3 separate regions of the Mus musculus genome follow, and regions 1 and 2 are each linked to region 3. The links are chromatin contacts, called in public Hi-C maps. All regions are on one chromosome and are shown on one strand. The core of a region is the stretch at or near the end of the contact, and the rest is flanking DNA. Distances in the headings are between cores, read along the strand shown. Region 1 overlaps Pvt1 (Pvt1 oncogene). Region 2 overlaps Pvt1 (Pvt1 oncogene). Region 3 has its middle 310 kb from the start of Pvt1.

What was found. Hi-C and Micro-C count contacts between places; a contact is called where the count stands out from the background.
Region 1: a contact with region 3 is called in a Hi-C map of liver, with 2.5 times the contacts expected there. The contact joins two enhancer-like sites. A contact is called at or near these places in 11 of 484 Hi-C or Micro-C datasets (B cells, the CH12 cell line, the G1E-ER4 cell line and 3 more) and 3 of 115 datasets of contacts at active chromatin or transcription factors (CD8 T cells, extraembryonic endoderm stem cells and pancreatic cancer cells).
Region 2: a contact with region 3 is called in a Hi-C map of liver, with 3 times the contacts expected there. The contact joins two enhancer-like sites. A contact is called at or near these places in 1 of 39 promoter capture datasets (liver), 10 of 484 Hi-C or Micro-C datasets (the AML12 cell line, the G1E-ER4 cell line, the N1E-115 cell line and 2 more) and 1 of 115 datasets of contacts at active chromatin or transcription factors (embryonic fibroblasts).

What each region holds. Positions count from the first base shown.
Region 1 is chr15:62,161,238-62,163,937 of GRCm38.p6, forward strand. All of the region lies in intron 1 of Pvt1 (Pvt1 oncogene), which reads left to right. Among named protein-coding and RNA genes, the nearest start is that of Pvt1, 120 kb to the left of the region's middle. Within about 2 kb of position 1,339, at least 20 of the 459 cell types and tissues checked have an H3K27ac peak or open chromatin away from gene starts, as enhancers often do. A contact at or near this core is called in liver, where this site is marked.
Region 2 is chr15:62,211,459-62,214,165 of GRCm38.p6, forward strand. The region is part of intron 2 of Pvt1 (Pvt1 oncogene); the gene reads left to right. Among named protein-coding and RNA genes, the nearest start is that of Pvt1, 170 kb to the left of the region's middle. Within about 2 kb of position 1,278, at least 24 of the 459 cell types and tissues checked have an H3K27ac peak or open chromatin away from gene starts, as enhancers often do. A contact at or near this core is called in liver, where this site is marked.
Region 3 is chr15:62,344,721-62,347,420 of GRCm38.p6, forward strand. No RefSeq gene overlaps it. Among named protein-coding and RNA genes, the nearest start is that of Pvt1, 310 kb to the left of the region's middle. Within about 2 kb of position 1,356, at least 3 of the 459 cell types and tissues checked have an H3K27ac peak or open chromatin away from gene starts, as enhancers often do. A contact at or near this core is called in liver, where this site is marked.

The DNA of each region.
Region 1 (2,700 bases), core at 89-2,588, 180 kb before region 3:
ATGCCAGTGCGAGCAGGGCCAGCAGCAGGTGAGCGAGCAGCTGGCATTCACAGCGGCTCTCCTTGACCTCATAGGCTAAGCTTATCCTGCATACCTCTGCCAGTAGGCAACAACCCAGGCCCACGCTGCTAGGAGAGGCTTTTCCAAATCCATCACTTGGGGATTGCTGGGTAAGAGTTTGCATTGGTGATCATAGAGAGCATGGGACATATCTCTTCCCATCTTCCCATGGAGTATCCCTAGCCCCTGCCTGGCCTGATATGTAAGTTAATTTTATTTTTATTACTATTATTATTACTGTGACAATATACCCAACAAAAGCCAAGGGAGGGTTTATTTTTGGCTTACAGTTTGGTTCTCCGTAGTGGGGAATGCACGGAGGCAGGAGCATGAAGTAGCTAATCACATTGTATTTGTAATTCAGAGAGCGATGCCTATACTGGCCTTCTATTTGCTTTATCAGTTTCATTTAGTTCAGGATCCTGACCAATGGCATGGTTCTGTTCATCCTTAGAGTGAGTCTTCCTTCTTAACCTTAAACTATTTAAGTTACTCAACTTAACCCAGTCTAGAAACTCTCTCACACAGATCTTCTGGAAATTTGTCTCGAGGAGACGCTAGATTCTGTTACATGAGCAATTGATGTTAGCCATTACCCCTGGGATTAAATCGGGATTCCAATAATACTTTATGACTGGAAGGAAGACTCTAGAAAAGGAGATAGCCATGACCTTTCAGGGTTGAATGCTAGAGCCCAGCTTCTAGAACCCATGGCAGGCTGCTGGGTGACCTTGGACAAGGAGCCTGACTCTCATGGCTTTGATTTCCTCATTTGGAAAGTGGGGGTTAAGCCTAGTCCTGACAGGACCATGAGAGATACAGGCATGACAATGGGTCACATGCAGGAAGCATTCTTGACCCATTGCCAGGGTGCTGAGAAGACAGGCTGTTACAGGCTCAGGGGCATTTGCCGGGGACTCCTGAGAGACAAAGAGTAAAAGGAGAAGCAGTCCTTTGATAGTCTTGCCAAAGGAAATTCCCAGCAGGTGAGAGTGTTGAAGATGGAATAGCAAGCCTTTCCTCACCTGGTCCGCTCTTGAGAAAGCCAGCCTCGGCGTGCTTGTCTTCCTCCACGGAACAGGGAGAGGCAGGGTGTCTCCTGTGGGTTGTCAACAGCACCTCAGCGCTGCAGAGGCCCCAACAGGACCTGGAAGCTGCACACTGAAGCACGCAGGGGGCAAATTCCATTCTTGTCACCCCCCCAGCGTTGGTTAGGTGCTCCCTTTGCCCTCTGTGGGTAAGTTACCTTCACTGGCCTGCTTTCCCATTTCAGAGAAAGTCACTGGACTGAACAGCAAGTAAGTAGTCAGGGAACCTCTTGCCATTTGCCAGTTACCCACAGAGCCCTGGCTCGTTCCAAAAGCAGCTATTGAACCATGGCCTAAACAAATTAAGAAGGACTCCTGCCTCCTGTACTCTTGGCCCTGGAGTTTTGGAGAGAAATCACTTTTATTTTTTATGAGTTAGATCTTCTCAGCCCAATTTAATCAGCTTTGAAATATACCTATACTAGGATACAGACCTGATAAACAGATACCATTATGCAGGGAAGAACTAGACGTCGGTTGCCCCTGGAAGCCACAAGGTGAAACTCTTGCCTGTATATGCCCTTGCTATACATTATATGTACATGGTCTGTAAAATCTTGGGGGGGGGGGTAATCAGCCTGCTCAGGAGAAAAGATACCAGAAGGTCCCCATTTATGGGTATAAAAACAGTGCAGGTTTCTGAGATAAATTGAATGTGGCCAGAGGCACAGAATTGGTTGCCTAGGCATTAGGACTAGATTTAGGTTAAGTGCTCACCTCTGGTTTGATTGTCTCTGCCTGTATTTTATGCAGACAGCAGTCTGTCGGGATTCTATGATGGGCTGGAATCCCACTTGGACCCCAATTTGCAGGAACCTAAATTTATCCATGCTCTTAAGCACCCCACTGCAGAGGCTGGTCTCAGTTACCTTTCAGAAAAAGGCTTAATTCAGGTTGCTGAGTTTTGAAATCGCATCTAGACCTCCCTGTGAGGTGTTGCACGAACATTTGTGGGAATCAGTTAGCATCCGTTCATATGCAGATCTGGGTTTTTTTCTACTCTTATCTGAACACTGTAGGAAGGAGAGGCCCGGACCTCTCAGAGCTGAGGCTATCAGAGACTGTTGGATCCACCTGTATACTGCAGGGCTCAATAAGCTGACATGGCGCTGACTGCACCCACATCCACCCACATCTGCTTTCTCTCCCTAGAGACCATGTTCCTGTATCTGTATTGAGGCTAGAGGATAACTTAAGAGTATTGTCTTCAGGAATGCCATCACTTTCTTTGAAACAGCTTCTCGAATCGGTCTGGAGCTCACTAATTATGTTAGATGGGTTGGCCAGCGAACCCCTAAGACTTGCTTCCCTGCCTTCCTGGGATGGAGATTCTGAGTGTGTACCTCCATGCCCAGCAAGGTTGCTTTCTTCAACTTGCCCTTTGATGCTTTCTGAGTTTGTCCGTTTCCCATATCCTGAGTCGTTTTTAGGGCTTTAGGGTTTCATCCATGCTTAATTATCATATATAGGCATGGAGGTAGAGAATTATTTGTCATCTCTTTTTCATCCAATCATGTTTATATCTTAAACTTTCATCATTTATATTAAAGCA
Region 2 (2,707 bases), core at 28-2,527, 130 kb before region 3:
AATGTGACAGCCAATAGACTTTCCTTATCCATCTAACTGATAAAGCAGATGCTGTGATATACATCTTCAAGATTTTCAGGGTGATTAGAGGAATAGCTGACACCCAGAATTTCTCCATGAAGGTCTCTGGGGTTCCCAGAGGCAGATTCAGCAAGCATCTGAGTTCTAGGAAGTTCCCCATTCCCTTTTTTGACACTTAATGCAAATGGGTATCTGTTCTACTAGGAGCTATGAACATAGAATGCGGTAGTTACCTTTCTATTACTGTGATAAAATACCATGACCAAAGCAACGCAGAGGAAATAGCATATATTGGGGCCTACGGTTCTAGAGGGTGAGAGTCCATCTGCGGTGGCACAGCAAAGGCAGGGACAGGATATGAAGGATCACATTTCGATCTGCAAACACAATGAGAAGGGGTACGGGGAGCTAGAAATGACTCAGGTCCCTTTACTCTCAAAGCTTACTAATGACACACTTCCTTCAAAAGTCCAAACCTCATAAATGTCCCCCAAACTGCACCAGGAGACCAAGCATTCAAATGCCTCAGGTCATGGGGACTATTTCTCATTCAAACCACCATAGATGTTCTGAGCCCTTTCCGGCCCAATTTCTTGCAGAATTCCTCATGTAATACAACATAGCCTTTCACTAGCATATGCTTCAGTGATGGTTATCTTAGAACCCCTTGGCCCCAACCTGCCTGGGACTAAGTATGGCACTTGTGAACTTGGGCCTGTGGAAGGATGCTGCACTCTCCCTTCGGGCCCTCTTGAACTCATTTGTCCCAGTCAGAAGGTTAAGTTTCCTTAAGCCATCACATTGCCAGTGATCTGCCAGCCACTGCTGGTCTAGGAGCTGCTTGAATGTCAGCTCCTGCCTGGCACACCTGGAATAGGCACACTTCAGCTGTTGCAAGGCAGAGCCTGTGGCTGGGATAGCACCTGGAGCCGTTGTGAAGCCTAATACCTCCCCCCTTGACTCTTCCTGGATCCAGTGGCAGGTGGCTGGTGGTTGGTGGCTGGCAGCTGGCAGCTGGTGCCTGGTGGCTGGCAGCGTATACGGGGTTGGCATACCTGCCAGCTGGGTCTTTGATCATGATGGCGCTGTCCACCCAGCCCAGCACATTAGAGAACACAAAAGCTTCAAAAAGCCGCACAAAGAACCACCAAGGAATTGCAGGAAGTATGTCTGTTGTTTCCTGGCTACAAGTCTGGAGTGTGGGAGGATCCTTGGCATGGGTGACTGGTAGCATGGCAGTTGTGGACACAGCACTGACCTTGAAATTCAGCAGAGCCTTTGGCCTTTTGGAAGCCTCTGCTGCTCACACTGTACACTGACTTAAGGGCAAGTTACTCAGAGTAAATTGGTGCAGTTCAAATACCTATCAAGTGTGTTTCTTTAAGAACAACAGCAATAACTAGAAGCAGCAGGTAATATTTATTGAGCATTTGTTGTGACTTGGAGTCCCAGAGTCCCAATACCTGGGCTTAACTTAAACCTTTCCAAACACCAGGTTCACCTGTATTCTGTAAAGACAAGACAGCGGTCATTTCCTTGTCATGGTGGCTATGAACTGTGAATGAAAAGGTCTCCAAACACTGCCATGTCTCCCTGACAAGAGAAGATCCTGTGGTTTAACCCACTGATATCCAACACATCCAACAGTAGCATGCTCTCTACTGTATCCCGTTCCTTCCTCTGCAGAACACTTTATGTTATATACATGGATCTGTCAATGTAAGGTTCTGACATGAGTTGCTAGGATGATCAAGTCCTGGTCAGTACCAAGTTAAAAAAAAAAACTATATAAAAGCTATATTAGGGGACAGCTGTGGCTTTTGTAGAAAAGAAGGTTCTGGTGCTATGACCTGCAGATGCCCATGTGGAAGTCTTCAGATGAAGACTTTCTCATGGAGTAAACATACTCTGTTGTTTGACCATGTGGACTTGGTTCAAAATGCCCATGGATGCTCCTTTGGGTACCAGGCTTCAGTGGGAGTCCCAAGCCCATGTCTTTATTTGAGCATGAGCAGTACTGATGCTTACCTAGTCTTATTCTTTCCTTGCCCCCTGCCTGGACCGTCTCTGGTTACAAGGATGCTGCAGTGGGAAGCGGTATGACCGTTACCTTTATGGGACTGAGACCAACTAAGGGGAGGCTGAGGAGGCTGCAGTGAAGTTATTGTTGGGACTGTGGGCTAAGATGGAAGATAACATGTTAACAAACTCAAGTGCGGAGGTCTCAGAAGTAAAATTGCCTGGTTAGTAATTATATCACCCTTCTGTTGACCATGCATATCTCACTTGGATCCGTTTTGAAAAGGAAAGATAAATTTCCTTTTCTCCTCAGTGTCTTCAGCCAAGGGATGAGAACAGCGCATGCTGCTGCTGCTGATTCTGTGTGCTCAGGGCCCTTCTGTGGAGGAGCAGGAGAATAGGTGAGTGTAGAGAGGAGCTGAGCCTTGCTTGCTGGGAGTTTGGCTGGGCTACCCCAAGCCCCTCTTCATGGTCATGGCAATCTTTCTTCCCCTTGGCCTCTTGTCAAATGCATTTCTTCCTCTCTGACTTGGTTGTGTGCAATTCTTCTGAGCATCGGTGTATGAAATCGTGGCTGCACAGTTCATAGCAGTTCTAGGTCACCTGCTTAGGTTTTCACCTCCTTTCTTCCCCTGACCCGATCATCTTTCTCTCTGATCTTTCCTTA
Region 3 (2,700 bases), core at 106-2,605:
TGTTGGGGCTGGAGAGATGGCTTAGCCGTTAAGAGCATTGACTGTTCTTCCAGAGGTCCTGAGTTCAATTCTCAGCCACCAGATGGTGGCTCACAACCATCCGTAATGGGATCTGATGCCTTATTCTGATGTGTCTGAAGACAGCCGCAGTACACTCATATATATATATATAAAATAAATAAAAAAATCATTACAAAAGATTTGCATTTCTTCTCTCCTCATCATTCTCACATCCTAGAACTCATCATTTCACTGGTATTATCTAGGTCTAGGAGAATGAAAGGTCTAGAAGGGCAAAGAGATGGGTTTCTTGATTTCTGTAGTCTTAGTACCTAACACACAGAATACCCATATGAACAATTGTTAATTGAAGAAGTGAATGAATAAACACAGAAGTATCTAATATAGTGCAGCATTTAAAAGAATTAGATAATCCATCATTTATTTTATCATCAGGGTCCTAATTCTTTTTGATGGAGTAAATAAAAAAATAACAAAAAAGTAGCTGTATGTTTTCCTAAAGGTTTGTTCTTTCTGTACATTTACATCAGTAAGTGCATCTGCACTTGAAATTGAGCCAATGTTCACTGGACAAATACTAGGCAATCAGGTATTTGTGTTATCTGGAATGTTTCCAGTCCAGATGGATATCTGGATCCATTCCCCATGGACAAGAGGAATAGGTTCTATTTGGATTCCCCTCCATAAAAAAAGGATTCTACTTTAATCTCTGTTATACATTCAGCTAAGAACTATATCTATTGTTTGATGAATATTTGGTCCATACTTGAGTGAATAAACAGCTGTTAGAAACTCTTTAATTTCTTTGTTATTAGAGCAAAAGTCATAGGTATTTTATCTTATCATTACAGGAATGTTAAAGAAGCTTTACTTATGAGAAAAGTCTAAATGGAAGGTGCCCTTTTCAGTTACTCCTGCAACCAAAGTGTCCTGGGTAAGGACTCAGTAGAATTAAAAGGTTTCTGTTTGCCCAAAGCTTTTTACCAGGGTTGCTAAGCAAACAGGTGAAATGGAACAAAATGATAAAAACAACCTATGATTTGTTCTTGTGGGATTTTCTGAGTTCTATCAAGACAAAACCAATAACTGATGAAACTGACCTCTTCGAGAAAGAGGAGGGTGACACGGATTGCCAAGGTCTCAAGATCTGTAGTCAGTGAACTTCGTCATTCCAGCTATTGGTTGTTCTATCCAGCTTTTGTTAAACAGGATTCTCTTGGAATGCTGTGCTGTTAGAGACACAGGCCAATGACATTCCCTGGAATGGAGGGTGCGCTAATGCTGGGAGTACAGCCTGAATGGTTTGACCTGGCCTTTCTCAGAAATGAGGGCTCATTATGCAACCGAATCCAGTAGCAGCACAAAGGACAAGGAGCATTTGGTTGGTCTCAGGTTATCAGCAGTGGCACCTTTGTGGCCCGGCTCTGAAAAGGACACAAATATTTAAGTAGCTGCTTGGGTTCTCACAACTGGCTCACTGAACAGGCTGATAGCTCATTTGCTTTGAAGTCAATATGATTGCGCCCTATTGAATAGACAAGAAAACTTCTGTTGAAATGACACTGAAGTTGCTTGAGGTGCTTAGCCAGAAACTGGCAGTGCCTAGTTACCCAATTTTGAGCTTCGGATGTCACATCTCAATTTTTTTCCTTATAGACAGTCATTTCAGAGATTAGGGATATTTAACTCATTGCCATTGTGCCATTGTCAACTTTATTAATTTGCTTGGAATATCTTTTTAGTCTCTGAAACTCAGGTAGCTTCCAGGTTTGCAGGTTTTCCTGGTAGCCAAGGACGATTCGGGTTCGAACAACTCACAGACACAGAACACTTAGTAAGTATTGGGAACAATGCTGAAGGACATACAGACTGACTTTTCTGTCCCTTACCTTTGGGCTCATATCCAATGGAAGGAACTACCCTTCCCTTTAATAGTGAAACTATTAGACTTAAACTGAAGTTACAAGCTTGCTCAGGTATGAAGTAAATGGCATTCCCATAAACTTGAGGCTGTGAACTGGCCATCTCCTGCCTATAACCAGGCAAGATGTCTAGTGGAAGTATTGTGACACCAACCCAGCCATATAACCTTTGACCTACAATTTGTCCTGCTTACAAGATATGCCACAGAAAAGGTGGTGCAGAAATTGTGGGAATGGTTAAGCAATGAATAGTCCAGCTAGAGATGCATGCCATGAGAGGGATTGTATCCATGATTCTGCCTGGAGGGCCAGGAACCAGTCTGGATTCTGAATTGCCCAGAGACCTAGGATAGAACAAAGCACAACTCTCTCTCTCTTACACACACACAAAACCAATGAAATGATTCCTAATGATAATTTGCTATTCTCATAGATTGTTGCCCCACCCAATTGTCATTAGGTCATTAGAGAGGCTTCATCTAGCAATTGATGGAAACAGATTTAGAAAACCACAGACTAACGTTAGGTAGAGCTTGGGAACCCTGCAGAAGAGGCAGGGTGTGGAGGGTGGTGGTGAGGATTGTAGGATCCAAAAAGGTCAAGTACACCACAAGAAAACTCACAGAATCAACTATCCTGGGCTCAAAGAGGCACACAGAGATTGAACTGTTAACCAGGGAGTAGTCTATATGGGTCTGACCTGTAAATATGTCTGCACACACAATTACAGTGTGCAAGTCCATCTTCTTGTGGGACT